Linked DNA regions of Ovis aries: region 2 is linked to region 1. The links are chromatin contacts, called in public Hi-C maps. All regions are on one chromosome and are shown on one strand. The core of a region is the stretch at or near the end of the contact, and the rest is flanking DNA. Distances in the headings are between cores, read along the strand shown.

Region 1 (6,255 bases), core at 1,145-3,644:
GTCCAGGCCACTGGGATGTGCACCTCTGCTGTATATTCCCTTGCTTACCTGCCTCCTCTAGACAGAGAGGGGTTTTTTTCTTCCTTTAATCGCAGTATAATTTTCATGTTAATTTCATGTGAACAGCAAAATGATTCAGTTATACAAATATTTCTTTTTCAGATTCTTTTCCATTTTAGTTTACTACAAGATATTGAATATAGTTCCCTGTGCTCTGCAGTAGGTCCTTGCAGGTTATCTCTTTTATACATAGTAGTATGTATCTGTCCATTCCAAACATCTAATTTATCCCTCCTCTCTCTTCCTTTTTGGTTACCCTAAGTTTGGTTTCCATGTCTGTGAGTTTATTTCTGATTTGTATATAAGCTCATTTAAACCATTTTTTTTTCGATTCCACAGGTAAGTGATATCATATATTTGTCTTTCTCTATCTGACTTACTTGACTTAGTGTCAGGAAGCATTTAACAGGAGGCTTCCTATGTGCTGTTTTGGATCTGTCAAGAATTCTCTGTTCCTTATTAATTCCTGAATATAAGGAATTAAGAGGAGAGGCAAGCCTCTCCCGAGGGCTGAGGAATCCAGGCATTTCCTTCATTAGTTTTTCTATCTGGTGATAATGTGATAAGTACCCTCTTCCTTTTTATGAACCATATGGTAATATCTCTGCTGAAAATAGCTATCTTGTAAGGCAGTATAAACACCTGCACAACGTTGAGTTAAACACCTCTGCTCCATCAGAGCTTTGGTCACCGTGTCTTACTTTCTTTGTCTCTTTGTCTCTCTCTCCCACTCTCTCTTTTTCAGGCTGATCCCTTGGAGCGCAGAGCCTCTCTGAGTTCACTTTCCTGCCCGGGCTTCTAAGACCCTCTCGAGAAGGCGCTCTGTGCCTTCACCCCATCAAGAGGGCGCCTGAGGCCTCTGTGAACAGAGCAAGCCCCATGCCAGGGGCTTTATTGGCTTTCTGCGTAAACCAAGGAATATCAGCCTCTTTCCCTCTCCTTTACTTTCTCATTGGTCAACTCCGGACCACTGGGTTCCAGTCCTTTAGGACCCCAGCAATAGTCTGACAATCTCTGGGTCCATCCGTGCTGATGCACATGGTATTACTTCCTTCTTTTATGGCTGAGTAGTATATGCCATTGTGTGTATGTACCACACCTTCTTTATCCGTTCCTCTGTTGATGGGCTCTTTGGTTGATTCCACGTCTTTGCTGTGGTAAATAGTTTTGCAATGAACATTAGGGTGCATGTATCTTTTCAAGTTGGCAGTTTTGGTTGTTCGTTTTGATATATACTCAGGGGTGGATGGAAAAGGCAATGGCACCCCACTCTTGCCTGGAAAATCCCATGGATGGAGGAGCCTGGTAGGCTGCAGTCCATGGGGTCTCTAAAAGAAGGAAATGGCAACCCACTCCAGTGATCTTGCCTGGAGAATCCTAGGGATGGGGGAGCCTGGCGGGCTGCCGTCTATGGGGTCGCACAGAGTTGAACATGACTGAAGCGACTTAGCAGCAGCAGCAGCCACAGCAGGAGTAGAATCACCAGGTCATATGAAAGTTCTATTTTTAGTTTTCAGAGAAACTCCATACTGCTCTCCATAGTCAGCCAGCTTTCACTACCTTATACAGCCAGAATCTATCCTCCAAACTTTCATCCTACAGTCTTCTGTTTCCATAATGATGCAAATTAGGAAACAAAGCAGTCTATGGGGCTTGACAGACTGAGGATCTCTCAAGTCAGTAAAGCATGAAGCTCTCAGCTCAGTTTTTGTGACATAAGGGACGCTGACTATCCTCCATGTATCGGAGGTTGCTGGGGGAGAAAAACACCTATTGCTCTCATCAGTTTTTATTTACTAATTTTCTCTTAGGAACTATGTAAAAACGTGGAGTTAAAATTTAAAGTGAAGGGTTCTTCATTAATAAAAATTAAATAAAGAAAATGAAAAAGAAATTGCAGCTACATAGTGGAGAAATAAACTCACATCTTGCTTAAACATTCATATATGTTTTCAAACAGATTCGATAGATTTTGCTCCTGAATTTTGTAAAGTGTTAAGATTGTATCTCACTCAATACAAGTTCATAGATTGATAAGATGTCCCATTTTTACATTGTTTTGCCTGTAATATAAAAACATTTCAGTGCAACACAGCCTATTGCTAAATGGCACCAAATAATCATTTCGTGAAGTCAATGTTATTTAATCTAATGACTAGATAAATTTAATAAAATAATCTTGAAAAGCAATCTCAGCAATATCACTACCACCACCTGAAATTCTGTACAGCCATGATGGTAGCCCGAGGACACGACGGCATTGTGAAATCACATGCAGTTCCCCTTGGCCACTGATCTGCTTCACAAGCAGTAATTAAAAGATGAGGAAATTCCATCTGTCGTCACTGGTCTGGCATGTCCTGGGTCCCACCCTGAGGTTTTAGGCTCTGCACAATACTGAGTCATACACAGGATCCAGGACTGGAACCTCCTCTATGAATTTTAAGGTATTAAAAAGATTTACCTATGAGTTAATTGCAAGGAGCTATTTTAAATTTAGATGGAATCTCAGAGCCATTAGCAACATCATCTTTTTGCCCACTATATTCAGTGACTGCTAGAACAGCACAAGAAATATCCAGAGAGGAGGCAAGGGGCAGAGTCATACAGATGATCTATGCCAAAGCTTTGGAATCACAGTAATAGCTTTTCAGTCTTACCAAACTTGCTCTGGAAAGAGTATGAAACCAAAAATATAAGCAACTGGGCAAAGCTGTTGAAGGCGAGTAAGATCAGATCCGTATTTTTGGAAGATGGTGACCGGATTTTTTTTTTTTTTTCCCTTCGGCACTCAGTGGTCTGGACTTTTTTCCCTAATCACCTTCCTCACAGCCCTTAAACTTGGCCACCTTGCCTGTCTTCCAAACAGGTACATTAATATCATCTGGTCCCTTCCTTCTGGCTCATATTTTTGTCCTGGAAATTACCTTTCTTCAGATCTTAATATTCCATGAACTCACCACTCTTCCCTGAGATTAGAGTTCAGTCAAACACAAATGCATGATTAGAAAGCAACTTTCCATTTAGATCTCTCCTCCTTGGGCAGAAAATACCTAAGATTTCAGGGGCATCAGGCTGTTGATCAAAAGCACACATTTTCTTTTGTATAAATTCAGTTCGTTTAGTTCAGTTCTTTTGTTCTTAAAATCATATTCCCTAGAAATTGTAAACAAAGATACTAAATCCACTTCTCTCCATTGGCACATACATTTTAACCTAAGTGGCTAGCACCAGACCCTTTTAGCGGCTCTGTTTATAAGTTGTTGGAAGAAGGACAAAGACTAGCTTCTTTATATTTTATTTATTTTTCAAATTATGAAAGTATGATAACACATTTACAGGAGACTTGGAAAATACAGAACAAGGTTACAAATAGTTCCACTCAATTCTACTACAATTATTTTTTAAGTAGATAAATTAAGATTTTTAGTTGAAGTTTCTATATCAAACTCTCAAAAATTATTAGAATGAATATACAGAAAAGGAGAAGGATATAGTAGACCTGAAAAGCACTATGAACCAATTCAACATAATCGAGATTTATATAATTTTCAAACACAGTAGGATACAAATTCTATTCAAGTTCCCATAGACTATAAACTCAAAAACACTAGAACATATCCAGGGACATAAAACAAGATGAAAAAATTTCGTGGCGACCAGGAAAGACTATTTTAATAAACAATTTCAGCAACACAAAAATTCAGGAAATAATATAGTTTACAAATACAAAACTATATTCATCTATTCTGCTAATCAACACTCAGTTTATTTCCACTTTTTTCACTATTTTAACACTTCTGCATCACTTTATTGACTGATAAAAATTCTTCCGTGAATTGCTCTTCTTATTCTTCACTTTTTCCCCCCTTTCCCGTTCTTTTTCTAAGAACTGTGTTAGAGAACTTCAAGTAGTTTGACTGCTAGTTTTATTTAGAGATTACATGCACTGTCAATCTATTGATTCTTCCCATTTGTGGCTTGTTATTTGGGGACTTTTAATCAAATATTTAATATATTGCTGTTGTTGTTCAGTTGCTCGGTCGTGTCCGACTCTTTGTGACCCTGTGGACTGTAGCCTGTCAGGCTCCTCTATCCATATGGGACTTCCCAGGCAAGAATACTGGAGTGGGTTGCCATTTCCTTCTCCAGGGGATCTTCCTGACCCAGGGATTGAACCCGAATCTCTTCCATCTCCTGCATTGGCAGATGGGTTCTTTACCATCTGAGCCACAAGGGAAGCCCATTTAATATACTAATTTTTGTTTATTGATAAATTGACTGCATTCATTTTTTTTTCCTTTACAGTTGGTTTAAGTAATTGTTTTTTCCCTTCTGGACATAAAGAGACTTGCATATTTTTCTTCTACATTTTTAAAGTTTTGCTTTTTTACATGCAGTGCCACATAAAGTAAGATTTATTTCCTAATGCTGTTTACTTTTTGCACATGGATATCTGATTTCCAGTAACATGTCTTGAATGAGAAGATCTTTTTTAATCCACAAGAATATTTAACAAATTCTCTCACAGAATCTGATGTTAACTGAATTAAGTTAATTTGATTAAATTAATTGGCTCAGTGTTTATGGGAAGGCCTTACAACACTTCAGTAGGCCCCAAGAGCACAAGGCAGGTACTCTGAGGTGTAACCCTGGGACTAACTACACTCCCAGCCTCCCTGTAGACCTGCAAATTCTCAAAGGCTTGTGTCCCTAAGTCAGTAACACTCAGAATAAGGTTTTTCTTAGCGTACATAAAAGTTATGGAGAAAAACACCACTTTGTTGCCATGACTGGCATTTCAGGCAGAGGCTAGAACATTGGCAGAGTCCACCTTGTTTAACATTCGTCCACGAGTCAGATGGTAGTAGGATTTCACTAAATATTTATTAAGGGAAAGAGTCAGTTTAGCTGATCTAATTTCTGACTGTTGACTCCTGGCAGTCTAAACAATTATATTAGTCAAGCTTTCCTAGTTACCCAATAGGGAACAAAAAAAAAATAAAAAATATTTCAAGTAAAACCTGAAGGAAACATGTCTTCAAGAGGGTAGAATATCCAAGACAGACATTTCTAAGGCACAAAATTCATACAAGAGTAGTGAACATCACACCAGAGCTCGCAGACAATAGAGTGTGTTAAGATTTTGACATTCTCAAGCAACTTGAGGCTTTTTGCAACAAATATAATAGAACGTGAGTTTGTAATGAACTGGTGCCTGGGTCTCTGTGACCCAGACGTGCTGAAAAAAAGAAAAGGGAAATACATCTTCTTTTTCCTTCATGTAACCTGAGGCCACTACAGTATTGAACTCCTTTGGTTGAGTGCTTAGCCTGGTATATTTTGTAAGGAATTTTATCTGTTGGCCACCCAGACACAGATTAGATGAGAAAGGAAACAAAATGTAATTGAGTATTTCAGAGCAATCTGTATTTTTGAAAACTGTATGTGTGTGAATGAATATGATATATACAATATGATATAAATAGGATATATAAAATGTAATTTGATATGTTATTGTATGTATTATGTACATAAGCTTCCCTGGTGACTTAGACGGTAAAGAATCTGCTTGCAATGAAGGAGACCCAGGTTCGATCCCTGGGTCAGGAAGATTCCCTGGAGAAGGAAATGGCAACCCACTCCAGTATTCTTGCCTGGAGAATTCCATGGACAGAGGAGCCTGGTGGTATACAGTCCACGGGGTTGCAAAGAGTTGGACACAACTGAGCAACTAACACTTTCATTTCACTTTCTTTCACTTCATTATGTACATACTATAATTTTGCATATGTGCACATATACACACACACAAGTATACAGGCAACTAATACAATATTATCAGAATATTTATTCTTTGACGATGGAAATTTCAGTGGTCATTTTTGGTTTTGTTTCTATTTTTGTACCTTAGATATTTTTCAAATTTTGTTTGGAGAACTTGTATTACCTTCACCAAGATAAAAAGTTATTTGTTTCAAGGCTGGGAAGAGAACAGACAAGAAATCTTCACCTAAAAACTCTGTGTGGTAAGCAGTCTGAAGTCAAAGTTCCTGGCCTCAGAGCAGCAGAGCTGGCAAAACAGAATTGTGGACACCTCTGCCCCCTACTGTTCACCTTCAGTAAGTACCTGGTGATCCTTCATCCGCTCTTAGTAGGAATCTCCAAGGAGATTGTTTACAAAATCACAAAATC
Region 2 (6,255 bases), core at 2,124-4,623, 98 kb before region 1:
GAAATTGCTTTACAAGTTGTGTTGGTTTCTTCTGTACAGCAGTGCAAATCACCCCTAAGTACACACATATCCCTTCCTTTCTGAGCCACCCTCCCCTCCCCTCCCCCACTCCTCCAGGTCATCACAGAGCACCAGTCTGGGTTCCCTGTGTTGAACAGCAACTTCCCACCAGCGCTCTTACCCATGGTAGTGTATGTGTGTTCACGCTGATTCCTCCGTTTGTCCCAGTCCCTCCTTCCCCCACTGTGTTCTACGTGTGTGTCCCCATTCCTTCCCTGAAGAGAGGTTCATCTGGACCACTTTTCTAGATTCCATATACATGCCTTAATATGCGATATTTGTCTTTCTCTTTCTGACATACGTCACTTTGTATAACAGTCTCATCCACTTCACTAGAACTGACTCAAATCAGTTCTTTTTGATGGCTGAGTAATATTAGTGACTGAACAACAACAGTAGTCGACTGTACGTATGTACCACGTTTTCTTTACCCATTCGTCAGTGGACATCTGGGTTGCTTCCATGTCCTAGCTACTGTGAGTAGCCGTAATGTGTCGTAAATCGTGCCCCAGTGAACACTGGGGTACATGGGTCATTTTCAATTATGCCTTTCTCAGGGTATACGCTCAGTGATGGGATTGCTATGTCATGTGGCAGTTTTATTCCTAGTTTTTTAAAAATAAGAGTGATTATTTTTGAATTACTGCTTCCTACAGGTACTGACTTAGTCAGCTCAGTCTGTTACTACAAAACACCACAACAACAAGACATTGATTTCTCACTCTTCTAGAGGCTGGAAGTTCAAGATCAAAGTATCTGCAGATCCAGGGTCTGGTGAGGACTTGCACTTGGATTGCAGAGGATGCCTCTTGTGTCCTCCCTGGTGGAAAGAGCTCGTGTCTCTCACACCTCTTGTGAGGGCACTAATCCTGGCATGGGGCTCTACTCTCATGACCTCATCACTCTCTGGAGGCCCCACCTCCTAACACCATCACACTGGGGATTAGGTCTCAATAACACAAATCTGGGGAGACACTACATTCAGCCCATAGCATGCACCATAATCAATGTCACAATGAAGAAAAAACAGAAGCTAAATCCCAGAACACTTTTGTATGTTATTATTTATAAAATTACTTTATCCTGGATTGTACATTTGCTCATTGAGTGTTCAATAACCCTCCATTTTTTCTGTTCTGTCAACAAACTCAGATCCGAATTAGAGATAATTCTCAGCCATGTGGGTACCGCATGACAGTTTTGTCAACCAACATGATTAGAAACATGCTAGCAAAAGCACTCTCAAGAGAAGGCTACATTTGCCAGGTCTGCTCCTGGCTGTGTGTACAGACAACTCTCTTAGCTAGATCTTTCACATTCATTTATAAAGCAGAGTGTTATTGCTATTGTTCAGTAGCTAGGTCATATCTGATTCTTTGCAACCCCATGGACTACAGCATGCCAGGTTTCCCTGTCTTCACTATCTCCTGGAGTTTGCTCAGACTCATGTCCATTGATTTGGTGATGCCATTCAACCATCTCATCCTCTGTTGCCGTCTTCTCCTGCCTTCAATCTTTCCCAGCATCAGGTTCTTTTCTAATGAATTGGTTCTTTGCATCAGGTGGTCAAAGTATTGGAACTTCAGCTTCAGCATCAGTCCTTCCAATGAATATTGAGGGTTGATTTCCTTTACAGTTGACTTATTTGAGTTTGAATGTTATTAGCTACAAACAAAAAGCACTTTTAATGAATACTGCTCACGAATTTGGAGATGATAAATGTTTAAGAACCAAGAGAACAGAGACACTTGAATGAAAAACAACCTTAAATCATTTCTAAAAGCTGATGCTCGTGGTGGTGGGTGCCAGTGAGATCTCTCTCAGAGAGCAGGTGAGGGAACAGATAACAACCTGTATGCAGGATGGGTTACCTAGGGTCCACGGGTTAAGATTACCCACCCCATTCACACAGACCATAGACATGCTTTGGTGAAATAGTTCATTGTGAGTATTTTCTAAATGCAAGCATTAGAGAATGACTTTAACAATTATTTTAACTTACAGCCACACACATATATTTTTATTGTCACTTTGTTAAAAAAAAAAAAAAAACAAAAACACAGCTTTATGATGGAACAAAAATCCTCACAATGGCATTTCTTCCCAGCAGTGTGCCGGTGGATCAGCTCACAGACGTGATGGATATTGTCAGAGCCGATAAGATGCTCGACAGAGCAGTGAACAAAGAAAGGCTGTAGGTGAGAGAGAGAGAAAGAGAGAGAAAGGAATGTGGCCAGAAGCTCTCCAATATTTCTCTTCTTTGTAGGGAGGTCAAAAAGTCTACCAGGCATGATGAAAATTTTAATTAAATATGTTTAAATTCAAATTCAAAATGTAGTTCCACTGAACTCTTTGAGGTCTCCAAGAAGATAATAAATCTCAGTTGCCATAGGAATTTCACTCCCTGAAATGTGATTGAAAGGAAGTTTTTGTTATCTAACAAAACTCTTTATACGAGCTAGTTGTCAATAATGGCAGGGAGGTTTCCTGTTCAAGGCAGGAAGAAGGAAGGAAATTAGCATTTGCTGAGTGGCTAGGAATGTTAACCACGATTACTTGTTTTTCAGGTATGATATCATTTACATTTTTTGCCATAATTGCAGGTGAACATTACTATCCATTATATACATGAAAAAGCAGATGCGCAGAGAATTTTGTACATGATCATGTCACCAAGAAAGCAGAAATATTCCAAGGTTTATGGCTCTGAAATCTTGAACTCCCCACTGCAGGGGTTGCTTTCTCCAAAAATGCTGAAAGGAATGCATGGTTTACTTTCTGAAATGGAGCTATCAAAGTATAAACATAGTATTTATTGCAGACTGGAAGGATTCTATGGAGCAATAAAATCTTTAGAAAACACTAAAGGGAATTTTTAAGATGTTAAATAAATTTCCTCAAGGAGCTATAAATTTGTTGTAGAATTACTGGGAAATATGACCTCACAGATTGACCATGTCTGTACACAAGCGTCTTGGCCTCAACCAAAGGGAATTTCAAGAGAAAGAAATCCTGGAAGTGCAATTTCTGCGTCTTTGGTCCAGAGGTGTTGTTTCTTGGCTTTTAACCTCGTACTACGACATCATTCTAGTCAGCGATGGCACAGTGCCAGGCCCAATTTAGAATGCACTTGAACTTGGTGATTTCATACATTGGAACTAAATTCCAATCTTTAGACGTCAGCTGGTGAACTACAAAATCAAAGAACATTACTTCCTTTTTCCAAGAAAAGTGCCTCCCATCAGCTTCTTGGACATCACATTTCCTCTACAAAACCAGACTTCGATGAGCTAAGTTCAAGTCAATTAGAAACACGTGTATGCCCCTGGATCTATGGGTTACAGAGGAAACACCCAAATGCTCTCAAGATAAATGCACCAGTCTGGGGATTTGAGGACACATAAAGTGGGCTGATAACTAATTTAACAGCTTTATGGAATGTACCGTACTTGTGTCCACCAATTAAAATACTTGCATATGCTCAGCTACTCAGTCGTGTCTGACTCTTTGTGACCCCACGGACTGCAGCCCACAAGGCTCCTCTGTCCATGGAATTTCCCAGGCAAGGATACTGGAATGGGTTGCTATTTCCTGCTCCAGGGGATCTTCCCAACCCAGGGATTCAACCCGTGTCTCCCGCATCTCCTGCACTGGCAGGCAGATTCTTTACTACTGCACCACCTGGGGAGCCCAATTAAAATCCTTAGTACTCATATTACTGATTTTTGTAAAATCAAGTCAGTATAATTCCAGATAAAACATTCCATTGTGGCAGTTCTTTTAAGCAGCAAAACCATTGCAAAAAGAGAAAAACAGAACAACTCAAAAATATTAAGAAATCTTACTTTTAATATGGGCACTTCCATTTAGGCTTATCTCCAAGGTGAGATAGACTAAGATACCTTTCATATTAGAAACAGCTATCAGACTTTCATGTTTATCTTAGAGAAACTGAAATTGATTTACACTTGATAAGTAGGATGTGATGTGATACACATACAGTAACAACTTACAACACTGTTGTATTTAAACATCAACACTTATCAATCCATCAACAAGAAGTTCACACTCAGATTTATTTGTTACTGGGAGCTGACTTTAATTGTTCTCATTCCTGAGAATGCATGCACTCCCAAAAGGTTTACCTTAAAATCTGTACTATCAGAAGATTTAGAGTGACAATAACTATCATTCGCCTGATTTTAGTGTGCAATTTTTACAGTATCTGGAAAAAAAGTTAAATAAGTTGTGCGACCCTTAATATTATGTCCCACTTCTCACTCCGAATCTTCTGACATAGGCACCCCAATTGCATTACAGCACTTTTGATAAACTCTGGGTTTTTTTCTCATCATTTCAGAAGGGATGTAGCCAGCCTGGTGGATTTTGTCAGCCGTCACAGACTGGTATGGTTCCAGGGAAAGATTAGGATGTTTTGGTGAAAAGCAGTGAAACTTTGAATATGTGGATGATTTAAAATCAATCTAATCTTTCATAGCAGCCCAAATTTTTCTTTTATTGTTTAAATCTCCAAATGATAAAGGCCAGTTATTCCACTGACTGTGAAAAGATCAGTGTGTTTTTCTAATTGATGTTAATATTTCCTTCTTAATTCAGGCCCCGGTGTTTTCCTTGTAGTTGGGACAGGACTTTCCCTTGAGCGGGAGCCAGGGGACTGTAAGCACAACCTCTTTTGTACATTTCTGTGCACCTTGGCTTTGTGGAGACTAGGCTATGTCACGATGACATTTAAAGAGGAAAAAACAAGCTGTTCTGAAAAGTGTCAGTCTCACTCATAACCTATTTTTGAACTGGGGACTGTAATGACATTCCCATTCAGACAGAACTGGTGACTTTCCCTAGGGGGGGTTCTAGCCTTCTAGCTGCTTAGCAATAAGCAAAGTCAGAGTGGAGAAAGAGAATAATTAAAAATTAACTGCACCCAATTGGCTCCACACTGCTTTCATTTTTGCATGCTTGCTTAATGAGGTGCTTTTCAAGTTTTTAGAACTGTCACATAAAATGCAGCCTCTGGTGAACAAAAGCCATTTAAGAGGTGGGAAAAGATCACCCATCTTGGTAGTCCTCAAACCTTTCTCCCTGAATTTTTACCTCCTAACCTTGAAACAGATCTTAACTCCTGGGAGCATGCTGGACTAAGGAAAGGCTGGTGCCACTATCACTGGAATCAGCAATCCAGGAGCCTTGATTTTCCTACTAAACCTTAACTTGTGATGGAAACTTTCCTGGCTCTTCAATTTGGCCAATACAAGGTTAGACAGGTTCCAGAGATGTGCCTTAACAACTGAATGAGCGAGAGATAGCAGGGTGGGGGAGGTGCTGGAAAGCATACAAAACAGAGAAGCAGTTCAGTTACTCATATACACGTCTACACCTTCGTGGATCAAGCCTTGTCATGGCGAAGGGGCTTGTGTAACTGAACAAAGCCATGAGCGCCACGCCGTGCAAGGCCACCCAAGATGGTCAGGTCATAGTGAAGAGTTCTGACCAAACGTGGCCCACTGGAGGAGGGAATGGCAAACCACTCCAGAATTCTTGCCACAAGAACCCCATGAGCAGTATGAAATGGAAAAAGTCATGACACTGGAAGATAAGCCCCCAAGTCAGAAGGTGTCCAGTATGCTACTGGGGAGATCAGAGGGTAATTACTAATAGCTCCAGAAAGAAACATTGCTCAGCTGTGGATATGTCTGGTGGTAAAATTAAAGTCCTGTGCTATAAAGAAAAATATTGCTTGGGAACCTGGAATGTTAGGTAAAGGTTCAAACCAGAGATCAAATTGCCACCATTTGTTGGATCAAGAGAAAGCAAGAGAATTCCAAAGAAGTATCTACTTCTGTTTCATTGACTAGGTTAAAGCTTTTGACTGTGTGGATCACAACACACTGTGGAAAATTCTTAAAGAGATGGGAATACCAGACCACCTTACCTTCCTCCTGAAGAAATCTGTATGCTGGTCAGGAAGCAACTGGACATAGAACAACAGACTGGCTCCAGATTAGGAAAGGAGTATGTCAAGGCTGCATATTGTCACTTTGCTAATTTAACTTAAATGCAGAGTACATTATGGGAAATGCCAGGCTGGATGAAGCACAAACTGGAATCAAGATTGTTGGGAGAAATATCAAAACATCAGATATGTAGATGATACCACCCTAGTAGCAGAAAATGAAG

Evidence for each region. A called contact is a pair of places that touch in the nucleus more often than the background predicts.
Region 2: a contact with region 1 is called in a Hi-C map of tail adipose tissue, with 6 times the contacts expected there. The contact joins two enhancer-like sites. A contact is called at or near these places in 5 of 16 Hi-C or Micro-C datasets (mesenteric adipose tissue, muscle, omental adipose tissue and 2 more).

The regions. Positions count from the first base shown.
Region 1 is chr13:43,586,175-43,592,429 of ARS-UI_Ramb_v3.0, reverse strand. The region is part of intron 1 of LOC105611101 (a long non-coding RNA gene); the gene reads right to left. Among named protein-coding and RNA genes, the nearest start is that of AKR1E2, 100 kb to the right of the region's middle. Within about 2 kb of position 2,394, at least 13 of the 54 cell types and tissues checked have an H3K27ac peak or open chromatin away from gene starts, as enhancers often do. A contact at or near this core is called in tail adipose tissue, where this site is marked.
Region 2 is chr13:43,685,454-43,691,708 of ARS-UI_Ramb_v3.0, reverse strand. No RefSeq gene overlaps it. Among named protein-coding and RNA genes, the nearest start is that of AKR1E2, 200 kb to the right of the region's middle. Within about 2 kb of position 3,373, at least 5 of the 54 cell types and tissues checked have an H3K27ac peak or open chromatin away from gene starts, as enhancers often do. A contact at or near this core is called in tail adipose tissue, where this site is marked.